3 separate regions of the Mus musculus genome follow, and regions 2 and 3 are each linked to region 1. Evidence: chromatin contacts called from public Hi-C and HiChIP or PLAC-seq data. All regions are on one chromosome and are shown on one strand. The core of a region is the stretch at or near the end of the contact, and the rest is flanking DNA. Distances in the headings are between cores, read along the strand shown.

Evidence for each region. Hi-C and Micro-C count contacts between places; a contact is called where the count stands out from the background. HiChIP or PLAC-seq counts read pairs in DNA pulled down with a chosen protein or histone mark.
Region 2: an H3K27ac HiChIP or PLAC-seq map of microglia shows a contact between it and region 1, with 3 times the contacts expected there. The contact joins the promoter of Tnnt3 here to the enhancer-like site in region 1. A contact is called at or near these places in 5 of 39 promoter capture datasets (the C10 cell line, embryonic stem cells, epiblast stem cells and 1 more), 1 of 15 datasets of contacts at CTCF or cohesin (the NIH/3T3 cell line), 1 of 484 Hi-C or Micro-C datasets (nephron progenitors), 4 of 115 datasets of contacts at active chromatin or transcription factors (the HPC-7 cell line, effector CD8 T cells, embryonic stem cells and 1 more) and 3 of 9 other capture datasets (adipose tissue, liver and pancreatic islet).
Region 3: a Hi-C map of bone marrow-derived macrophages shows a contact between it and region 1, with 75 read pairs. The contact joins two enhancer-like sites. A contact is called at or near these places in 4 of 15 datasets of contacts at CTCF or cohesin (CD8 T cells, the G1E-ER4 cell line, embryonic stem cells and 1 more), 43 of 484 Hi-C or Micro-C datasets (3T3-L1-derived adipocytes, the C10 cell line, CD4 T cells and 25 more), 18 of 115 datasets of contacts at active chromatin or transcription factors (the 230-238 cell line, CD8 T cells, the HPC-7 cell line and 12 more) and 4 of 9 other capture datasets (adipose tissue, bone marrow-derived macrophages, liver and 1 more).

The regions. Positions count from the first base shown.
Region 1 is chr7:142,402,198-142,405,769 of GRCm38.p6, reverse strand. No RefSeq gene overlaps it. Among named protein-coding and RNA genes, the nearest start is that of Ctsd, 16 kb to the right of the region's middle. Within about 2 kb of position 2,044, at least 27 of the 459 cell types and tissues checked have an H3K27ac peak or open chromatin away from gene starts, as enhancers often do. A contact at or near this core is called in the HPC-7 cell line, adipose tissue, bone marrow-derived macrophages and 2 more, where this site is marked.
Region 2 is chr7:142,497,308-142,500,879 of GRCm38.p6, reverse strand. Tnnt3 (troponin T3, skeletal, fast) reads right to left here and starts at 2,044. Exons shown (of 18, transcript NM_001163664.1): 1 at 1,981-2,044. The region is part of intron 1 of Prr33 (proline rich 33); the gene reads left to right.
Region 3 is chr7:142,332,823-142,336,394 of GRCm38.p6, reverse strand. It overlaps a transcript of Ifitm10 not described here. Among named protein-coding and RNA genes, the nearest start is that of Krtap5-4, 31 kb to the right of the region's middle. Within about 2 kb of position 1,919, at least 32 of the 459 cell types and tissues checked have an H3K27ac peak or open chromatin away from gene starts, as enhancers often do. A contact at or near this core is called in bone marrow-derived macrophages and double positive thymocytes, where this site is marked.

The DNA of each region.
Region 1 (3,572 bases), core at 795-3,294:
AACAATGACATCACCAAGGGCTGACAAGGATGTCATAGGGCAGAAAGCATCCCTCGCCACTGATAAGTATGCCGAACAGTAAGGCCCATTTGGAAGACAGTTTAGAGATTTCTTCTAATTTCTTAACTTCCATAACCACCATAGAATCCATCTAGCAAATTCACAGACCTCCACGCAGAAATCTGCATACACCTGGTGAAAGCACCTGTACTCTTTAAATTTAACTGCCAATTTGACCCAACCTGACTCTCCTGGGAAGAGTCTTAGTTGAGGAATTGTCTCCATCAGATTGGCCTGTGAGCGTGTCTGTGATAGCTTGTCATGATTGTTAATTGATGTGGGAAGACCCAGCCCAGTGTGGGGGGCACCATTCCTTAGGCAAGGCGTCCTGAATTAGGAGCGAAGAAACCGAGATGAGCCCATGCAAACAGGCATGTACGCATGCATGTCTCTCTGCTCCTGACTGTGCATGTGATGGGACTCTATTGTGATGGGACTCTATTGTGATGGGACTCTATTGTGATGGGACTCTATTGTGATGGGACTCTATTGTGATGGGACTCTATTGTGATGGGACTCTATTGTGATGGGACTCTATTGAGCTCCTGAGGCTGTGACTTCTCTGCTGTGATGGAATGTAACCTGGAATTTGTAGACTGAAATAAATAATTTTCTTCCCAAGTTGCCTTGGGGGGGGAGTATTTTGTCATAATGGAAATGAGATAGCCACTTTATTCTTTATTTATTATCATATTTCCAAACCAAACAAAATGTATTTTATGAAGTGAATAGATAAATAGCCTTTGATGAAGCCATATGATGGATATAACGTATCAAGTCATGAAAGTCAATGGAAACACATGCGGCCGAGTGAAAGAAGGCAGTAAACCGTGATTTCAGCTCCTGGACATGTGCATAAGGCAAAACCAAGGTGATGGCGCCATCGCTGGGTGGGGTGGAATGTGGGGTAGGGTAGAGGTGAACAGGGGGATCATGGGATGTCTGAAGTGAGAGAACTCTTCAGCTCTGTCTCTCCATGGTAGGAGTACAACAGCTCCATGTCAGGAAGGATTAGACTTCATCTCTCTATCACCCCTGGCCAGTGCACAGCACCACAGAATCTCCCGCAAGAACAGAATTCACTTCTTCATTCTCATAATCATTAATTTGGAGACTCTGGGGATCCTGGGACCTCATGCATGTTAGGCAAGCACTGCACATTATTCATTAGCCCAAAGCAAGCAGGAGTTGGAGGTAGGAGAGGCATCTGTGGTTTGGCCTAATCTCACAAGCTTTTTCTAAGTGCAGTTTCTGCAGACCGAATATCAAGTAGCCCAGGTTGGCCTTGACCTTGAACAAATGACTGTCCTTTCTCTGCTTCCCAGTGCTGGGAATACAGGCGTATGTGATCTACCTTACATATACATACACAGCTCTTCTTTTTATATAAAACACAGTAACACATTATGTCTGTACATGAGTGTGCATGTGTGTGTGTACACAGAACTCAGAGGAGAGCGGTGACTCCTCTGTCACCCCCACCTACTTCTTTAGGGTATGATCTCTCCAGGAACCTGAAGCTCAGGTTTTCTCAGCTAGTGTGGAAGCCAACAAGCCCAGCTGTCATTCTGTCTCCATCTTCCTTGGAGCTGGGGCACACAACATGCTGCTTTGTTGACTGAGTACTGGGAGATGGACTCTGCACAGTAAGCACTCTTAACTGCTAAGCCCTCTGTCCAGACAGTACCCTGGTTTTGTTTTGTTGTTTTTAGGTCTATTATAATATCAGTCTTGTAACCACAAGGGCTTGGGTTCAACCCACAAACAAACAAGATCTTGGGGGTAGACCCCATGATCTAGGCCTGAGCACAGGCAGCTGAAGCCCAGCCTGGTCTTCTGACTACTGTGTAGCAACAAGCATGGGTGGATTGGCACTTTGATGTCTGGTTGCATTTGTGACACAGCAGCCGAACACTGATGTAACACGGAGATTAGCAGGCAAGAGCCAGAGACCTCCAGGAGGAAGTCAGGAAGCATTGTGAACTCAGCGTAAACAAAGCTACAGCGTGATGTGCAATTTTGCCTAACTCAGTACAAGTTGGAGAGGAACTCTCATGGAGCCAGTTACCTAAACTTCTTTAAAGGGACCTAGGATTTTACTTATTTATTTATTTACCTACTTACTTACTTATGGTTGAAAGAAAGGGTCAGGGATTTTATTTATTTATTTATTTATTTATTTATTTATTTATTTATTCATTCATTCATTCATTGTTAGAAGAAAGGATCTCATGTAGCCCAGGCTGGCTTCAAACGCTTATTGTAGCTGAGGGTGTCCTTGAGTTCCTGATCCTCCTGTCTCTATTCCCCAAGTGCTGTGATTACAAGTGTGCTCCATCACACCGGCTTATGTGGTGCCAAGGATGGAACCCATGGCTGTGTGCATCCTAAGTGAGCACTCTACCGAACTCAGTTCCTCGAGAGGCAAGCACTTCACATCCCAAGACATCTTCCCAGTCCTGAAGGAATATTCTTAAGTACAGTGTCAACTTCCTTCATGGACATAAAGCTACTGGGGCAACATCTGTCCTCAGTGGTTTGGATGGTTTACCTTAGCCAGGAGCATGGAGTGGTTTCTTGTAGTCCCTTCTGTTTTTTAACAATTATTGAAGGGACACTCGCCCACTTGAGCATGTGGCTCTGGTAGGCCTTGCCCTTCTTCCCAATTCTCTCTGCCTTGATAGAAACCTTTTAGATTATATTCCTAAGGCTAGCCACCAAGGTCGATTCCTTTATCTGACTACTTCCTTTTCCTGAGACTGACTACCAAGGTCCAGCTATCAAAGTACTGAAGTCCAACAGTTAGAAGCCCCCTTTGGCTCACCTAATCAACAAAATTAAACACCTCATTCTAATTCAGGGTTTCCCCTTGTACCTTTATAACCTGCCATTTTTCTATGGGCCACATCTGTCCCTTCTCTATCCAGAGGCAGCCCTTTGTCTCCACTCCAGGACAAATGCCCCTCCTCCCTCCCTTCCCTTCTGCCTCATCCTCTATCTCCTGTCTTTGTCTCTTATTACCTACCCTCTGTCCCTCTGGGGCAAATAAACCTCCCTTGTGCTGAGAACTTGGTCTTGGGAGGTCCTGAGCCAATTTTTTCCTAACAATTATAAAGATCAGGATCATGCTCATTATAAAAAAATAAAAAACCAAAATTAATCCCAGATAACCCTGTACAAAGTCAGGTGTGTGTTTGTAATTCCCATACTAGGGAAGCAGAGATAGGTGGATCCCTGGGACAGTAGCCAGCCAGCCTAACCTCCTTGGCCAGTTACAGGCCAATGAGAGACCCTGTTTCAAAGGAGGTGGATAGCCCCTGAGGAATCCTCTGGCCTGCACATACATAAACAGGCATACAGAGAAAACTCCTTCAAGGCTCTGCAGGCACACTCCTCTCACACCTAAAGTGTGGCAGCAACTGCCAAGGAATTGTTCCTCAAAGGTGAGGAGCTTGGCTCTTCCTAGCTTGTTCAGAGGGCAGCACTGAACTGACTCCACAGCCAGGCAAAGA
Region 2 (3,572 bases), core at 795-3,294, 95 kb before region 1:
GGATACACAGGCTCGGGCATGGCGGCTACAGGGAGAGAGAACTTGGTTCCTGTGAACTGGTCACTGTACATGCCTACAGTGTTTGGGGGCCTGGGAACCTTCAAAGAACTGTATCAGAATGTTGACTCAGGGTTTGACAAACAAAGGTCATAAAAACACAACACAGCTGACTTAAAGACAATAGCTCTGGTGTCCCCAGGGAGCACATATAAGAAAACTGTTGTTCAGGGGCTAAAAATGCACCAGCAGCTTGGTGCTAAGATGGGGGCTGTTTCTAGACCCTGTTGATAACATTAGCTTTCCCAGAACAACTGAAACTTCCTGCAGAATTAACCCACAGATACCTGGGAGGCCCGTGGCCAAGCACCAGGCTCAGCCCTGCCTCATCCCAGAGCCTCTGTGTAGACTTCACCAACCACAAGTAAGCCATCTGGCCAGAGCTACCCATCATCTTGCTCTGCTCTGATCCCTACCAGTATTAACTGCCTTCTTTACTGTCTTCTGCACTGCCCCCTCCAACAGGGACACTCTGTGGGGTGGAAGGCCAGTGGGGTGGATCAGTTGAGCAGAGGCCCCATCTGCTTTGCTACCTCTGGTTTCTACTGGACCCACACACCTGTCAGCAGTGGAGGGAGGGGTAGTGTGTTTGCATGGGGTGTCATGCGTTTATAAGGAGCCAGTGGCAGCTGAAGTGTCCAAAAATAGGCATCAAAATTAGCAAGACTCCTCTGCCCTGAAACCCAAGATGGCAGGGGGGCAGGGTACTGAGAACAACCTAGCCATCTTGGCTCCCCTCCTGGCTCCTAAAGGCATCCATCCAGCAAGGGCAGCCTTGTACCCTTCCAAAGTGAGGTAGCAATGCCCTTGTTTGAGGTTGAGAAACTGAGGTTCCTGGTCTTCTAAAGAGGTCCAGAAGGCCCACTTGAGCATATCTGTGCATCTCCACCCCCATTTCAACATTTCTATAAATTGGGGAGAGGCAGAGGTGGGGTGTCAGGGATGGGACAGAGATGACCAATAAACAACAGAGAGTGAAAACAGTTGTTCTGTAGAGGGTTCTGGGCTTAGAAGAAGGTTCACAAAAATAGCCTGTGAGGTCAGTTTCCTTGGGGATCCATGCCAAACTCCTTTCCTTCAAAGGTGACAAAGGCCAAAAAGGGGCAGGGGGCCCTGCCACTCACTTGCTATGGGTCCCTTATCACTTCCTGCTTTGGGCCTAGTCTGCTCTGAACAACCTTGCTAGGTCCGGTTTCCTCCAAGGATTCCCAAGGACATCTAGAAAGTTCAACTCAGGAAGTTAGGAATCCCAGCCCGGCAACTTAACAAAGGCGGGAGCCTGGAGGGCTAGGGGCCACCTGGTCTCCCAGCCACAAGATCAGATATGAGCTTCCTGCTCAGGCCCAGGCTCCTTTCATTCCCTCTGTCCTGGTTCAGCTTGGCTCCTGTTTGTCTTCACCTGAACCTTAGGAATCTGCCCCAGGGGTTCACAGATATCTCTCCCCTGAGCTTCTTCCCAGGGTGATCTGAGATAAGCCCAGATCTGCAAAAGGGCAGACCCATGGGCTCCAAGGATGAGTTGAAATCACATTCTTTCTCTAAGGTCATTCTTTCAGAGTCTCAGAGGGGCTCCAGCCAGCTGCCAGGCAGGCAGCTGCAGGCGCCCTTAGAGCTCTGAATGATGTCCTCTGACTCACTCGATCCTTATCTCACCCTCTGCCCTTCTTCCTAGATCCTACCTTAGGAGGTCTCCTTTGTCCTGAGTCACACAGGAGCCCCACTCCTTCTCACTTCCTGTGCTTTTCTATTCTGGTTTAGAACCAGATCTTTTATGTCATCCCAAGGTTCAAGCACCATGCTTCTAGTTACCAAAATACAACACAGCAAGAGGCACAGGACCCATTGAACTCCCCTTAGATGCTAGGCAGCCAAGCCCAGACACAGTTGCCCACTCCTACGCGGGCTGTTCACATCCATACACACCTGTAGTTGAGTCTGAGAAAGGCTGGGGGCTCCTTGTGGACAGGACCAGCAGCAGGCACTGTCCAACAGCCTCACCCCTTCATGTTATAGTGACATCTGATCTTCTCTGGCAGCCCATTGGCCAGCAGATGGGTGGCTGGGGCATGGGAAGGGGGAGGGTGTGCCCAAGCAGGCCCCTGACCAAGTATAGGAATGCCCCAGAGGAGGCCCAAGGAGGCAAGGATGGAGGAGACATGCCTGGAGGAGGAGGCAAGGTCCCTAACTGTTCCAGAAAGGTGTCAGCTGCTATTTTTACCTACCCTCCCCCCTCAGCAATGGGCACATGCTTGATGGGCTGAGGGAGAGAGGAGGAAAGGATTGGGTCTAGACCAAGGCTGTTCTTGAGTCAGGCTGTTGGGGGAAGGGTCATCAGAGCCTGGGTTTTGGGTTCTTTGGTCCCCTGTTCCTCTGCCCGAGGTGGCTTGTAGGAGCAGGTACTTTGTTCAAGATCGGTGTCTAACTCTATATGGCACCTCCTGCAACTCTGCCCTGCTTCTCCAGCATAGAGACAGCTCAAGATACCCACCAAATGAAGAGCCCTGGGTCCCTAGCCCATGTCACACACAGCCCCTTCTTCGAGGCCAGGCCTATTTTTCAAGTGGACATCACTGGAACACGTCTCATGAAATGATCACCTAATAGGAGAAATGATCACCTAAACCTTGCCTCTGGTTGTCCATCTTCCTCAGTAACTGGGGAGGGCTGAGCAATGCTTGGGCCTGTTATTGGTCTGGGGGCTCCATACTAAGTAGTGGACCTGGAGGTCATATCTCTGTCCAGGGATGTGGGCCCTGCTGAGCAGACCTGGCCATGAGCAGACCTCGCCATGTGCCTGGCCTTTTTTTCCTCAAGACTCCAGGGGGCACCATCCAACCATGGACACTCTTCTGGGCCTTATGTGCCTGGTCAGCCTCTAGGGAAACTGAAGCACCAAGTAGCAAGAGACCAACCTGGCATTTGCCATTCACTCTCTTAACCCTCCCAGACCCCATGGCTTGTCGTGTGTGGCTGGTGGGGTCTGTGGATCTGTTCAGTTCAGGGAAAAAGCCAATGTGGAGTGTAAAGTAATGGTAGGTGAGCCCTAGGGGACACAGACAGGGCTCTGGTCCTTTTGCATCCTGAGATTAGAGACATCAGGATGACCAGTAGGAGGCCCACAGTATGCCAATCTCCACCAAATCTTAAGAGTTTCTGGAAGGTTTGGATTGACCCACCATCCACCTCCTATGTGTTAGAGATGGGGCCATAGAATGCCAGAGACACAAGATCCAGCTTGTGATCAGAAGGAGAGTGGAGCCAGTCTTCTAGCCTGCTGGCTCATAGAACAGAGCTTCTCTCCTGCTCTCCTCTGCTCCAAGCACCTGCCCCTTAGAGGCCCCTGGAGTTGTTGGGCCAGCTCAACCTTCCTGGACAGAACCTATGTGTCCCTCTATACCTCCATCTATACCATTAGATAGATAGGGTTCAGTGAGCTCTAAATATTGTGGATGCCCAGCTCAATCTGGCCTTGAGGGTCATGTAGAGTTTATGAAGTCCCACACTAGTGCCAAAGG
Region 3 (3,572 bases), core at 670-3,169, 69 kb after region 1:
CCCCAGCATCCAGTCAGTCTGTCTGTCTTGATAATCATCCTCATTTTTGTGAGTTCTGCTCAGACTGGAAACAGACAAGTCCACTTTATCCCTCAGCTGCAGCAGGTAAAGGCTGTAAAGTGAGTTGTATGGGTCAACAGGAGCCCAGCCTTACAGATCTCCATCCTACCTGGGGGTGGGGGAGAGAGGACCAGAGAACAGAACCTAGGACACAGGAAAGGGACCGGCCAGAAGCTTAGCCTGGCTCCTGGACTCTGGCTCCTATACTCCTGGCTATTTGATTTGAAGGTGAAGTGTAGGGCCTTTGATCTCTGATGTTAATAGAGTAGTGGCCACAAAGGTTCCCGGGAGCTCACTGGCCAGCCAGACTAGAGGTATCATGTGCTCCTGAGTCAATGAGAGACTACATCTCCAAAACAATAAGGCAGGTGGGGTTGATAAAGACACTGACCTCTGGATTCCACACATGTGCAAGCACACATGAACACACAGATATGATCAGGAATCTGCTACTGCCACCATACAGTTCTGTAGGATAGAGGCCAGAATCAAGTGCCACAGGGTCATGTTTTGGTAAAAGACTATCCTGTCTGCCTATTCCAGCTTCTGGCAACTGCTAGGTATACTGTCATGTTCATGTGTTCTCAGTCTTGGTGACCCTCCTCACACGGTCCTGTCCTCTATATCTCCCATAGGCCAGGACTCAGGATCAGCTCAGGTCTCAGAAAAAGGGCAAGACTCAAAATCAGGGCACCACTGGGGATCAGAACAGGCCTGGAGGTCAGGGCAAGAGTTAGGATTAGGGCAGGACTCGGGATTAGCATATCCCTGGGGATCAGAGAGGATATCAATACCGGGGTACGAATCAGAATTTCTCAGATCCTGTGGTGTTCTGGTTGGATGGATGGAGGACTCCTGAAGCTTAAGAACTTGGGTCCTGCAGAACTGGCTGACTCAGGTTTATTCAGGGCACCTTATGGTCACGGATGGCACTGCCTGGTTGGCTGGCAAACATGGAGACTCGTGGAAGCAGGCACAGCACAGACCACCTGGCAGGGAGCCACTGGGACCAGCTTGGCTGGCTGGCAGGCAAGCACAGTAACTAGAGCATCGAGAGCCACAACGGTGGAGGGCTTGTCCCCATCCTGTGCACAGGACAGCGGCCATTCCAGAAGAGAAGCACCATATGGTCAGCCCGGTAAACACTAGAAAGAGCCAAAGTACATGGGTGCCTATATATGTAGAATTTCATCAGGGTCAAGGGGACCCTGTCGGTGTGTCCGTAGGCTCCTGCAGTAGCCAGAGCACAGGCATGGATAGACATACACTAAAAACCTAGTGGTGGTGTTGATATGGACTCAGGACCTCGCCTGCATCTGAGGATCCTGGAGCAAAATGGAAGCTTATCTTCTAGGAGGGGCTCAGACAGGAAGCTGGGTGCTCCACCCAGGGTGTCTGTGTGCTCTCGACGAGGAGCAGCATTCTACCCCAGGAGCATCTCAGCCCCTCAGATGGAAGACACACATTGCTCTGCATTCATGGAGAAGGCCACGGTGACCATCCTACCCACCTCTTTCTACAGTGGAGTCTACGGGTGGGCCAGCGTCTAGTCTCTTATAGAACCAGCACCCTTCTCCCCAACTACCGGCTTTCAGCAATCACAGAAGGTCTATGGCACTTTATCTTGTCTACTTTTTAAAGCCAGTTTGATGGGGAGGAGAGCTTTGGAAATCAGAGGTCATGATGATCAAATTGCCAGCTCTCTGTGAGAGGCCAATTTGTCCTCTCCCTGTCATCTTGGGTTCCTGAAGCTGGGTCTCCATCATCTGCTGCCTCCTCTTTCCTAGGCATAGTCTGGCCCTCCTGTGAGTCTGCAGAAGCTGCTTCTGGAAGAGCTCAACAAAGAACCTGTTTAGACAAGAGCACTTTGAGTAGTGCATGAGCGCCCCCTGGTGGCTGTGTGCTCCGAGCCTGTGGTCTGGACAGGACAGAATCTGGCTTTGAAGGCACTGAGGCAGGGACCACCGGTCCAGCAGTGAGAGTTCAGAACCCAGCAGTGGGTGCCTGAAGGGTGCTGCTTGTTTAGGCTGGTCTGTGGAGGTCTTCACTGGCCCATTTGTAAGCCTGATTGCTAGGTGCTCTGGTCTCCTATTCTTTCCCCCATGACCTATGCCCTAAAGAGTCCCTGAGGTAATTCACGTAATTCAGGCCCTGCAGGGAGAGGCTGACAGGGAAACAGGGCAGAGGCTCAGGTATCAACATGGACTTCTGGGAAGGCAACAGCTTCTTCTTGGAGTATTGCCAACTGTTCTGGGCCCCTCAGTGATCTTGCTGGACCCTGTCCTGCCCCCTGTATACTCCACTTAAATCCACAAGGAAACCATTCTGCCTACCCCCTATTCCTTCTGCAACATCTTGCTCCTTGTGGTCCCTCTGTCACTGACAAGTCCCTGTGTCCATGATGGACACCACCTGTCATCCCAGCTTTGCTCAAGCTTTCTCCCTTTCCTCTACTTTATCCAGCTGGGACAGATGTGACATGCAGGTGACAGAGACAGAACTGCTGGCCTGCAAACGGGAAATACTGAGGCTGAAAGGGCTTCACCCAATGGCAGAAAGGACAACTTGTGGAAGGCCTTTCCCAGCCAAAACCTCTGCTCCCACTCCTATTCTGAAGGGTGACAGCAAAGGTGAAAAGGAGAGACATAGTTAGCCATCTTTGTTTAGGGTCCCCACTGAAGGACATGAATTCATGTGAGGATTGAGGGTTCATCTTCTGATGTGGAGAGAGGACGCAGGAGCCCCTGAGGCAGTCTCACCAGTGGAATGGAGGACCCTGGACTGATGAGGAAGCAGGAGGAAAGAAGCGTTGTCCTCCAGTGGGGGAAGACTGGGGTGGGTCATCAGGTCATCACAGAGTTGCTGAGAACAGGAAGCTCTGAATGTATCTGGCCCTCAGCTCCTGTGGCCAGCGGCTAGACAGCATTCAAGCAAGTCATAGACCCTGTGGCTATGCTCAGTCTCTGCTTCTAGAATATTCCAGAGAGCTCGGGTTCCTACTGAGTCCCCTGGCCCTGTTGAGGACATGAGAATGAAACAAAACTTGGTCCTTCTTTGGGGCCTGTGCCCACCATGGCCTGTGTCCCATGTCTTGGGTTGTCCATATCTCCACAGCCCACTCACCCGAATTGCCCACTCTGAGGCCTGGCCAGGAACTTTGGGTCCCCATGAGGGGCCATATGGTTCTGGAAGACTCTCAGGATGCCTCTGACCCTCCCAAAGGGGCCCAGGGAGACCTGCAAAATGTCACAGAAAAATGAAAGGCAAGGAGAGGGAGAGACAGCTGCGGCCTCCTGTAAACAGCCTGATTTCCCAATGCGAACCAGATTGTGGCCTGGGACCTCAGGTAAACATGTGCGTCAGCAGCCCCAGCCCCCCACCGCCCAGGAGGCCCAGGGTCTGCAAGGCCCAACTCTGGGATGCATCACCGTCACCGCCCAGACGGTTCCTAATTAGGCAAAATTAGGCCTCGCATTCCTCCAAAATCCCCAAGATCTCTGCAATTTCAGGTC